Linked DNA regions of Triticum aestivum: region 2 is linked to region 1. The links are chromatin contacts, called in public Hi-C maps. All regions are on one chromosome and are shown on one strand. The core of a region is the stretch at or near the end of the contact, and the rest is flanking DNA. Distances in the headings are between cores, read along the strand shown. Region 1 holds the start of LOC123165559 (formate dehydrogenase, mitochondrial). Region 2 holds the start of LOC123164389 (L-gulonolactone oxidase 2).

Region 1 (4,516 bases), core at 304-2,803:
TCCCCTCAAGATCATAAGCCCTATGGGCAATGCCTGCAACATTCCATTCACCTTTAACAACCTGTTGATAGCCAGGCAAGAAGTTCCTGAGCAGAATCAAGATGCGCATGAGCTCATCTTCTGCCACAGAGACAGTGTTACTTCCAGTAACCTCAGCCACTGTCAAGCCTGCAGCAGCAGCAGCTGGCAAATCAATATGGTCCGAGCCAATCCCAGCTGTGAGAAGCAGCTCGAGGTTCTTTGCCTTCTTGATCCTCTCGGCAGTAACATAGGCTGGGTGGAATGGGGTGGTTATCAGAACATGCATGTCTTCAATGTGCTTCTCCAGCTCTGGGGACAAGAACAGCAATCATTTATTCACAAGTTAAGAGTCAGATAACAATAATCAGAGATATAAAACCATATAATAATAAGATTGTATCATAGTAATTTCATCTTATACAGGGTTCAAACATACAAGCACTTATACAGGGTTCAAACATACAAGCTAGATTGGAATATATATAAGCTTTTGAACTGATCCTGCAGCAAAGCTCACATGATGTGGATACCTCCAATTAGTTTGGGAAATTGTGATAAACTAGACGAAAACCATCAATTGTCTGTCAATCGATTCATCAGAACACGGCTGCTTATTAGAAAAAATCAAAACACGCTGCTTAGCCAAATAAGGAGCAAATCTCCCCTTTCACACGGAACAGATAAAAATTACTCTTCGCTGTCATCAGCTCAAAAAGAGGGCAGTCGGATTACTCATAGCATTATAGACTACACAGTAACCCAGATAATTCAGAATTGATATATATCTGTTCAGTAAAACACTACTACATATCTGTTCAGTAAAGAGTTCGATACAGGTTTTGACCATTCCTGCCAACTTCACTACGTTTAGCGTTTTGAGATCTGTATCTGATGTATAGTACAATGTATTCACAAATTGTTCACACAGGGAAGCACATGAATTGCATTACAGAATCGTTAACAAAATAATAATAAATTATAGGAAATTGAAAAACATGAGAAGAATTGGGATGATGTTGGGTACCGACCGCTGTTCAAGCCCTCCTTGTCGTCGGTGACAATGTAGTGATGCCCCTTGGACTCGAGCCAGTCGCGTATGCCGAGGGCGCCCTCAACGCAGCCGACGAAGTTGGGGTTCTTGTCGGCGTACTCGCCAGCCTGGTAGAACACGCCCACGATCTTCTTGCTGCCTGCAGACGTCTGCAGAACGGGAAGACAGAAATCAAAACACGGCATTCTTCAGAATCCCGACCGTAGTACTTCTTCAGTAAACAAAACTTGCAGGAATCAAACCGAGCGAGAAAACTTACGTGCGCGGCCCTGGATCCGACGGCCCGGTCGACGAGCTGCCTCGCGGCGGCCCTACACATCGCGGCCATGGGGACGGAGAGATCCCGGCGGAGGGAGAAGCAATCTGCCAATCACTTCACGGGGAACGGCGAGCGAGGAAAAGAGGGGAGGCGATGGGAGTGATGACACACACAGTGAGGGCCGGACGGGACGGGTAGATAAAGCCTCAACGCCGTCACGCTGACAGGTGGACCGCCTCCGCCCACACGTGGACCGGGGCCTGCGCCGCGCGGCGGAGGTGGTCCCGGACGGAGGCGTGAGGGCATGCATGACCTGTGGGCCCGCCTTTCGGTGATGCCCCACGTGTCTGTGTGTCGCGTGCGCAGTGGTTTGTTTTGGCTTTTGTTCTGGTAGGAAAAGGACTGCGCCGATGAAAGTGCCAAGTAGTTGTCCAGTCGAAAAGTGGGCGAGAAGATGCCGTGATCTGTGCCGTGGCTAGCTAGCGGCCGGTGGGGAGAGAAGGTGGTGAAGGATCAATGAACCGGACCACTGCTGGCGCTAGGAACGCACATTTCTTGCCACCTCGACGAATGTTTGTGTGAGTCATGCGTGCATGATCTTCAAGCGGGGGAGTGGTGGTTGGGAGCACAAACTCCTTTTTAAATTCATTAGCTTTGGTTTTCATCTCTTCAGAGTTCCATCACCAATAGATGATGTAGATAAAATAACCGAAATATGCATCATTTAGACTAAAAAAACTCTTCAATCGAATGATGTAGATATGTATTTTATTACATCTGGATTTACATCGGATGTAAAATGCATCACCAAGTGATGCAAATATACATCACCTGACCACCCTAGATGTAAAATTGAAAGCCACCCGTAAATGCCCATCCGTTGGTTCCTCCCCCGCCCCCCCTCCGCGCGGCGCGGCCAGCTCCTTGCGTCCCTCTGCACCACGTCGCCAGATCCGGCCTCCCCACCCCCGTCGCCGCCGGTTCCGCCACTTTTCCGCTGACTGCAAATCACTGCATCCACCGTTTTTTCGCTGCCGCTTGATTTGAGCTCCTCCGTCGTTGTCCTCCAGCATCCGGCTTCCTTACCCTTCCTCCCTCGGCGCCGCCGGCAGGGAGCCCCACGCCTCGAATCCGCTCGGTCACCGCGCGATTTTGAGCTCACCCGCTTAGCCACCGCCGCACCGTCGCGTGTTGGGGCACTAGTTTTACATCATCTGTTGGAGCACTAGTTTTACATCATCTGTTGGAGTTGGGTGCTTTTGGTGATGTAAAACACACTTTTTGGTGATGTGAATATTACATCTAGCACTTTTACATCACGAAATATACATCATCTATTGGATATGCTCTAAGGAATTACTTTGAGTGATGCTTTGAATATTTTTGCATGGACATCCCTTCCCCACCTGACCCCTGTGTCGCCTAGCTCGAGTGGTGTGCGGGAAACCTAGCGACTCACTGACGGCCCTCCCCCCGTCGTCTCCCCCCTCCGCTGTTGTCGCTGGCCCCTGCCGCGGTAGCGGCGAGCCTCGCTCCCAAAGGGGATGGGGATATCCGGTCTTCTATGGGCAGCGGTGCGCGTGTCCTGAGGCGCGGCATGGTGCGATAGGCCGCTCGGGCGACGGCCTCGATCAGAGCTCCCAACATGGCCTTTGCGTGGACGGCGTGCGTGGCGAGGTGGGTGTGGCAGCGCTCGACTCCGGATGTGCGCGTGGGGCGCGGATTGACGGTTGGGCACGGCGGCGGCTGGCTGGCCATGGAAGGCGCGACAACTCTGGAGCGCGAGGTGTGTTGCGGGTGGCAGTCCCGCTAGCTTCTCTACGACTCGCTCGGGTGGCTTTGGTCTGGATCTTGTGAGGGCTAATTCTTCGATCTGGGTGCTGCTCCTTGCGATGCATGAGTTGGTTGCTACGGTGGTGGACGACGGTTATGGCAGGGTGGTGGTGCGTGTCTAGTTGCGTTGGATCGAGGGATCCCGCATCCGGTTTGAGTTTTCTCTCGACAGGGTGGTGGTTGGTGGGCGGCGGTCGGGGGTGGCACGCATCTTCGAGAGAAATCCCTGCTCTAATCCTCATCGAACCCATCGCCGGCGGCGCCCACGGGTGTCGCGACCTTTCTTGGAAGCGTCGTAATGGAGGTGTGTCCCTCCTTCCCATGGCTTTGGCTCTGGAGGGAAACCTCAGATCGATCACATCTTTTCTCTTCCTTGGGGGCATCATCTAAGAGACGTCCATGACTGGGAGATCGGTGGATGATGTCATCTTGGCCGCGTGGTTCACCAGCAGTCTTAACCCGAATAAGAACTCTGAACTTTATATCTTGTAAAAACAATAACAACTTTCATATGGAAAACTAACAAGATGTGCCAATGTAAACACACGTGCAAATTTGATGGGGTACCGGGGAATAATTGAGAGCACATGTGCCTCTGTAAAGTTTATTTTCAAGCAAAGTATCTATAACAGTTGCTTCAGCAGTTCGGATTGTACGATTAGATGTCACGAGTTCATCAGAAATAAAGACCATTCTTCATGATCCCATTGCAGTCATGTATGTTGCATAGCTCTTCCCGCTCTTTGACGCCAAAACAAACTAGTTCGATACATGTTTTCTGTATATGTGATTGGCTAATAGACCAGGGGCTCGACTATAAAACTCGCCCGAGCATCATTCCAGCACTATTTTCTATCTCATGTGCTCGGCGTCTCGGATATTGCATTATATGAATCAGTTCCGAATTATGTCTTGGGTCAATAGTTGGGTTGCCCGGCTCCTATGTTTACCCTCTTAAGTTCCGCATGTTCGGCTAGGAGGGTAAAGGAAGAACCACTGTGATTGTACTTCCAGCTCGCCTGGTTAAGTACCTCAGTGGAGAAAACCAAAAACTGATTGCGAGAACTGGTCGGCAATCCGATGGCAAGTGTTAAACTAAAAATCGATGGAGGTTATGTCGTGTTATACGAAGGGTTTGTATTCACACAAACCAAGTGACAATGGTTCAACTCGGCACACCCGAACATCACAAAACACTGGGGGCTAGTCATTAGCCCCCGCAGTCAAGCTCCTATGGCTAAGTGAAAGCACTAAAGCCACATAGTCTTATTGGCTCGTTTCACTTACACACTACCGCCTCCGGGCACCGAGAATTGGGCTAAGGGTCAAAGTGTGGAGGTAGAAACACCCCT
Region 2 (4,508 bases), core at 1,535-4,034, 350 kb after region 1:
CAGCAACCACCCCGCGCCGCTCGCCGTGGCCAGGCCGCCAGATCCAGGAGATCTCGACCCGAGCCACCTTCGCCACGCCTGGATCACACCACCGTCCTCGTCGCAACCCTCCACGTCAACGCTACAACCGTCGCACCTCACAAAGCATCGCGTTTGCGCTCGGTGACGCCAGCCCGCGCCGCCCACCAGCGCGTGAAGAGGAAAGGACACCCCCACCACCCCACTGCCAACGCCGACCGGGCTTTGGCGTGTCAAAGAGGTCTGGTAGGCGCGCGCGGGGGGGGGGGGGCTCTTTATTGACGGTTTGGGTGAGTCTCACAGTTATTAACCTCCCATTATTATATATAAAAACGCTTACAACCTCATTTGACGACGAATACAATGATATGTTTTTTCCCTCAACGCGACATCACCGGCGTTGGCATATGTGATTATCCTGTGGGTGGCGTACTGGCAGGATGCATGTATAGCCTGATGGCATATGTGATCAATCCGCTGGGTAGCGTACTGGCAGGGTGCATGTATAGCCGGACGGAAAGGATCAAAGGAGCCTCTCAAGTCCCAACTGGCGTGTGCCCTTCATCCTTCCTGGTTCCTGCATACAACAAACATGGCCGGCCGCCGGCGCGGCGCGTAGGGCGACAGTTCAACCGAAGCTGCGAGCATCTTTTTCAAGATGTGTCGCCTAGTGCCCAAGCCATCGATTGTACTAGGCTAACTCATTATTTTTGCTTGAAACGGTCAACCGCAGACACTTCTTCTTAAAGAAAACATTCACACTAGCGTAAAAAAAACATGCACACTGTCAAGCACTTGAACCCTCGCAGCTTTGGGGCATCTCCAATAACGCGTACTCATTTTGCAGATCAAAATGCCCATGTCACTAACAAACAACTCCATCACACAACCGCAACAATAGTGTATCAAAATTGGTCGGTAGGAGGCGGAGAGGACAAAGAAGATGCTAGCAGTGCAATTTTTAGTTTGGAAGAGGATGGAGTGCGCCTTGGAAGAAGTATGATTGGGTTGAGGTTCGAAGACATTTCTATCATACAACTTATGAATAGACGCAGATTAAAAAGACCGCACAATGACGCTAACACGAAGTTGACTTATCTTTTTTCGCCCGCTTTGACATCGAAGGGGTTGACTTGCAACCACCGAGACAGATGAAGTTGTTGAAGACCCCTTAACGACGGAATGGAATATCCTCGAGACGGAAGTTCAGACTTGAGACAAGTGACATGTACATGCGGTGTTTCCTAACTAATATGCTGTGGTTTAACGGCTCTTCGCTCAGGATTAATGGTGTTACTCAGGCCAAATTGCCTACCATAGTGGCATCATTTCATAATTAGGTGTAAACAATATACTCCAGCTTAAATTTGCTTGAACTGCTCCCATGAGCACGCAACACCGATGGCATTGATGCCTTGCTACCTAAATTATGCATGTCCACATGCTATGATATATTTTCCTTTCGCTCACGCGTATGCGGCTAGGGCAAAGTTTTCTCCCCTCTGAGTTTCACCGGTCAACATGTGGATTCGCCTTCTTTCTGCTTGCCACTCGGTAGTGGGAAGATGAATCCCGACGCCTCAGTTCCGGCTAGTAGTTTGGGTTAAGATTTTATTTTTAGTCCTTACAAAGGTGACACTTCATCTTTGAGCTGGTCATTCAGGCTTTGATTCTCCTCAAATTCACGCGACCTCGAGCGTAGATTTAGGTTATCTCCTCGGGTGGCGAGATTATGGTTTCCCATGGTACATGGGCGATTGCGATATATGGAGTCAATCACTTCAGATCGATTCAAGGGTTGAATGAAAAAAGCTGAGGCTCCAGGGCGCTGGTCCTTAGGGCCACGTGCACATATATATTTCGGCTGTCATTGATAAGGTCAGTCTGGCTTCGGAATGACAGTGGCGATGAGGCGAGTCAACAACTCGTTTTTGGCAACGGTACTGACCGTTCAATGATCCAGGGTGGTGTATTTTTTCTTATTATGTTAGGGTTTCTTTGTACGCCCGCTGAACTTTTATACTCTGTAGTAATAGATCTAGGGTCCTGATAACGCCCACACGTGTGGGCGTTAAGGGGTGTGGGCGTTAAGGGGTCTGGCCACACGTTTCATGTGGTATCAAGAGAACCAGTCCACACGTCTACGTGTGGGCAAAACAAGTAATGCCCACACGCTCGGTCTTTTGCCTCGCGGTCCCTCTCACACGCCTACGTATGGGCAAAATAGATAACGCCCACACGCCCGTACGTCCGGCCTCCTACCTCACGGTCCCGCACGCCCCGCGTGACAGTCACCACACGTCCCCGCAGTTGCCATGGTCCGGACCCTCTTCCATGTTCGTTTAACTGCAGTTGCCATGTTGCTGAACTATAGTTGCCATGTCTGACAACTACAGTTGTCATGGTTGCTCAACTGCAATTGTCATCTCAGGTCAAGTGCCAGATGCCATTTTTGGACAACTGCAGCTGTTGCCATGTATGGTCTGGTCTACTACAGTTGCCATGATTTGAAAACTAACACCAGGTAGTTGCCATGTAGCACTACAAAAAGACACGGCAAAATAACATGTTCGGGTAAAGAGAGAGTTGCCATCTGCTTACAATGGCTACAAGCATGATGAAAATAGCCAACTTTAGGAGTTGCCACCTACTAACACTAGGCAGTTTTTCGCTCACGCATGATGAAAATAGCTAGGACCAATTCATGTTATGCAGGGATTTTTTAACACACAAAATCGCACGGGTGTGTGACAGCATGGTGCTCAACCTATTTAAGGCCCTGCCTTGTCCAATGGCTACAAGCAAAGCAGTAGTAGGTAAGAATCATACACGATGTCGCGAGGACAAAGAAGAGCCATGGGAAGCATGCTCTCGTTTCTCCTTCTAGCCATCCTGCTCCACCTCGCCGGCGGCAGCCCTCCTCCGGAGCCGGTGGTCTGCACGGACGGCACGTCCAACTGCACGGTCACCAACTCGGTCGGTTCCTTCCCGGACCGCATCGTCTGCCGCGCGCGCAGCGTCACCTACCCGCGCACCGAGCAGGAGCTCGTCGGGGCCGTGGCGGCCGCGGCCTCCGCGAAGCGCAAGATGAAGGTGGCCACCAGGTACTCGCACAGTATCCCCAAGCTGATGTGCCCTGGCGGCCTCGACGGCGCCATCATAAGCACGGAGCGGCTCAACCGGACGGTGCGCATCGACGCGAAGAAGGGGCTCATGACGGTGGAGAGTGGCATGGTCCTCCGTGACCTGGTCGAGGCGGCCGGCGCCGCGGGGCTGTCGCTGCCGAACTCGCCGTACTGGTACGGCCTGACCATCGGGGGCCTGCTGTCGACGGGCGCGCACGGGAGCTCGGTGTGGGGCAAGGGCAGCGCCGTGCACGAGTACGTGGTCGGGCTGAGGATCGTGACGCCGGCGCCGGCCAGCAAGGGGTACGCCGTGGTGAGGGAGCTCGGCGCCGACCACCCGGACCTGGACGCGGCGAAGGTCAGCCTCGGGGTTCTCGGCGTCGTCTCGCAGGTCACCCTGGCCCTGCAGCCGCTGTTCAAGCGGTCGGTGACGTTCGTGACGCGCGACGACTCGGACTTCGCGGACCAGGTGGCCGTCTGGGGCCGCCTCCACGAGTTCGGCGACATGGCGTGGCTGCCGCAGCAGCGCAAGGTCCTCTACCGCGAGGACGACCGCGTCGACGTCTCGTCGCCGGGCGACGGCCTCTGGGACTCGCTCCTTGGCCGCTCCATTCCCACGCGGCTGCTCATCAATGGCAGAGCCGCCGAGGAGCGGCTGCAGGAGGGCAGCACCAACGACACCGCCCTGTGCGCGGCGGGGCGGCTGCAGGCGGACTCGCTGGAGCGGCAGGCCTACGGCTTCAAGAACGACGGCCTCAACTTCACCGGGTACCCGGTGGTGGGGTACCAGCACCGCATCCAGGCGTCCGGCACGTGCATCAACAGCCCGGAGGACGGCCTCAACACCAGCTGCCCCTGGGACCCGCGCATCCGGGGCTCCTTCTCCCAGAACACCGACTTCAGCATCGCGCTCTCCAAGGCGCCGGCGTTCGTGGCGGAGATGCAGCGGCTCCGGGACCTCAGCCCGGACACGTTCTGCGCCGGCATCGACACCAGGTTCGGCGTGCTCATCCGCTACGTCAAGGCGTCCTCCGCTTACCTGGGCAAGCCCGAGGACTCCGTCGACTTCGACATCGTCTCCTACCGGAGCCGCACCGACGGCATGCCGCGCGCGCACGCCGACGTGGTGGACGAGATCGAGCAGATCGCGCTGCACAAGTACGGCGGCCTCCCGCACTGGGGGAAGAACCGCAACTTCGCCTTCGACGGCGCCATCGCGAAGTACCCGAAAGCTGATGAATTCCTCAGGGTGAAGGACAGGTACGACCCCGACGGGCTCTTCTCCAGCGAGTGGAGTGACCAGGTGCTCGGCATCAATGGGAGCCCCAACATCGTCAAGGAGGGCTGCGGGGTGGAAGGATTGTG

What was found. Hi-C and Micro-C count contacts between places; a contact is called where the count stands out from the background.
Region 2: a contact with region 1 is called in a Hi-C map of leaf, with 3 times the contacts expected there. The contact joins the promoter of LOC123164389 here to the promoter of LOC123165559 in region 1. A contact is called at or near these places in 2 of 5 Hi-C or Micro-C datasets (both in leaf).

The regions. Positions count from the first base shown.
Region 1 is chr7D:195,612,640-195,617,155 of IWGSC CS RefSeq v2.1, forward strand. LOC123165559 (formate dehydrogenase, mitochondrial) reads right to left here and starts at 1,554. Exons shown (of 6, transcript XM_044583225.1): 1 at 1,332-1,554; 2 at 1,050-1,221; 3 at 1-330. The coding sequence starts at 1,400.
Region 2 is chr7D:195,956,466-195,960,973 of IWGSC CS RefSeq v2.1, forward strand. It overlaps LOC123164389 (L-gulonolactone oxidase 2), which reads left to right and starts at 2,785. Exons shown (of 1, transcript XM_044581832.1): 1 at 2,785-4,508. The coding sequence starts at 2,851.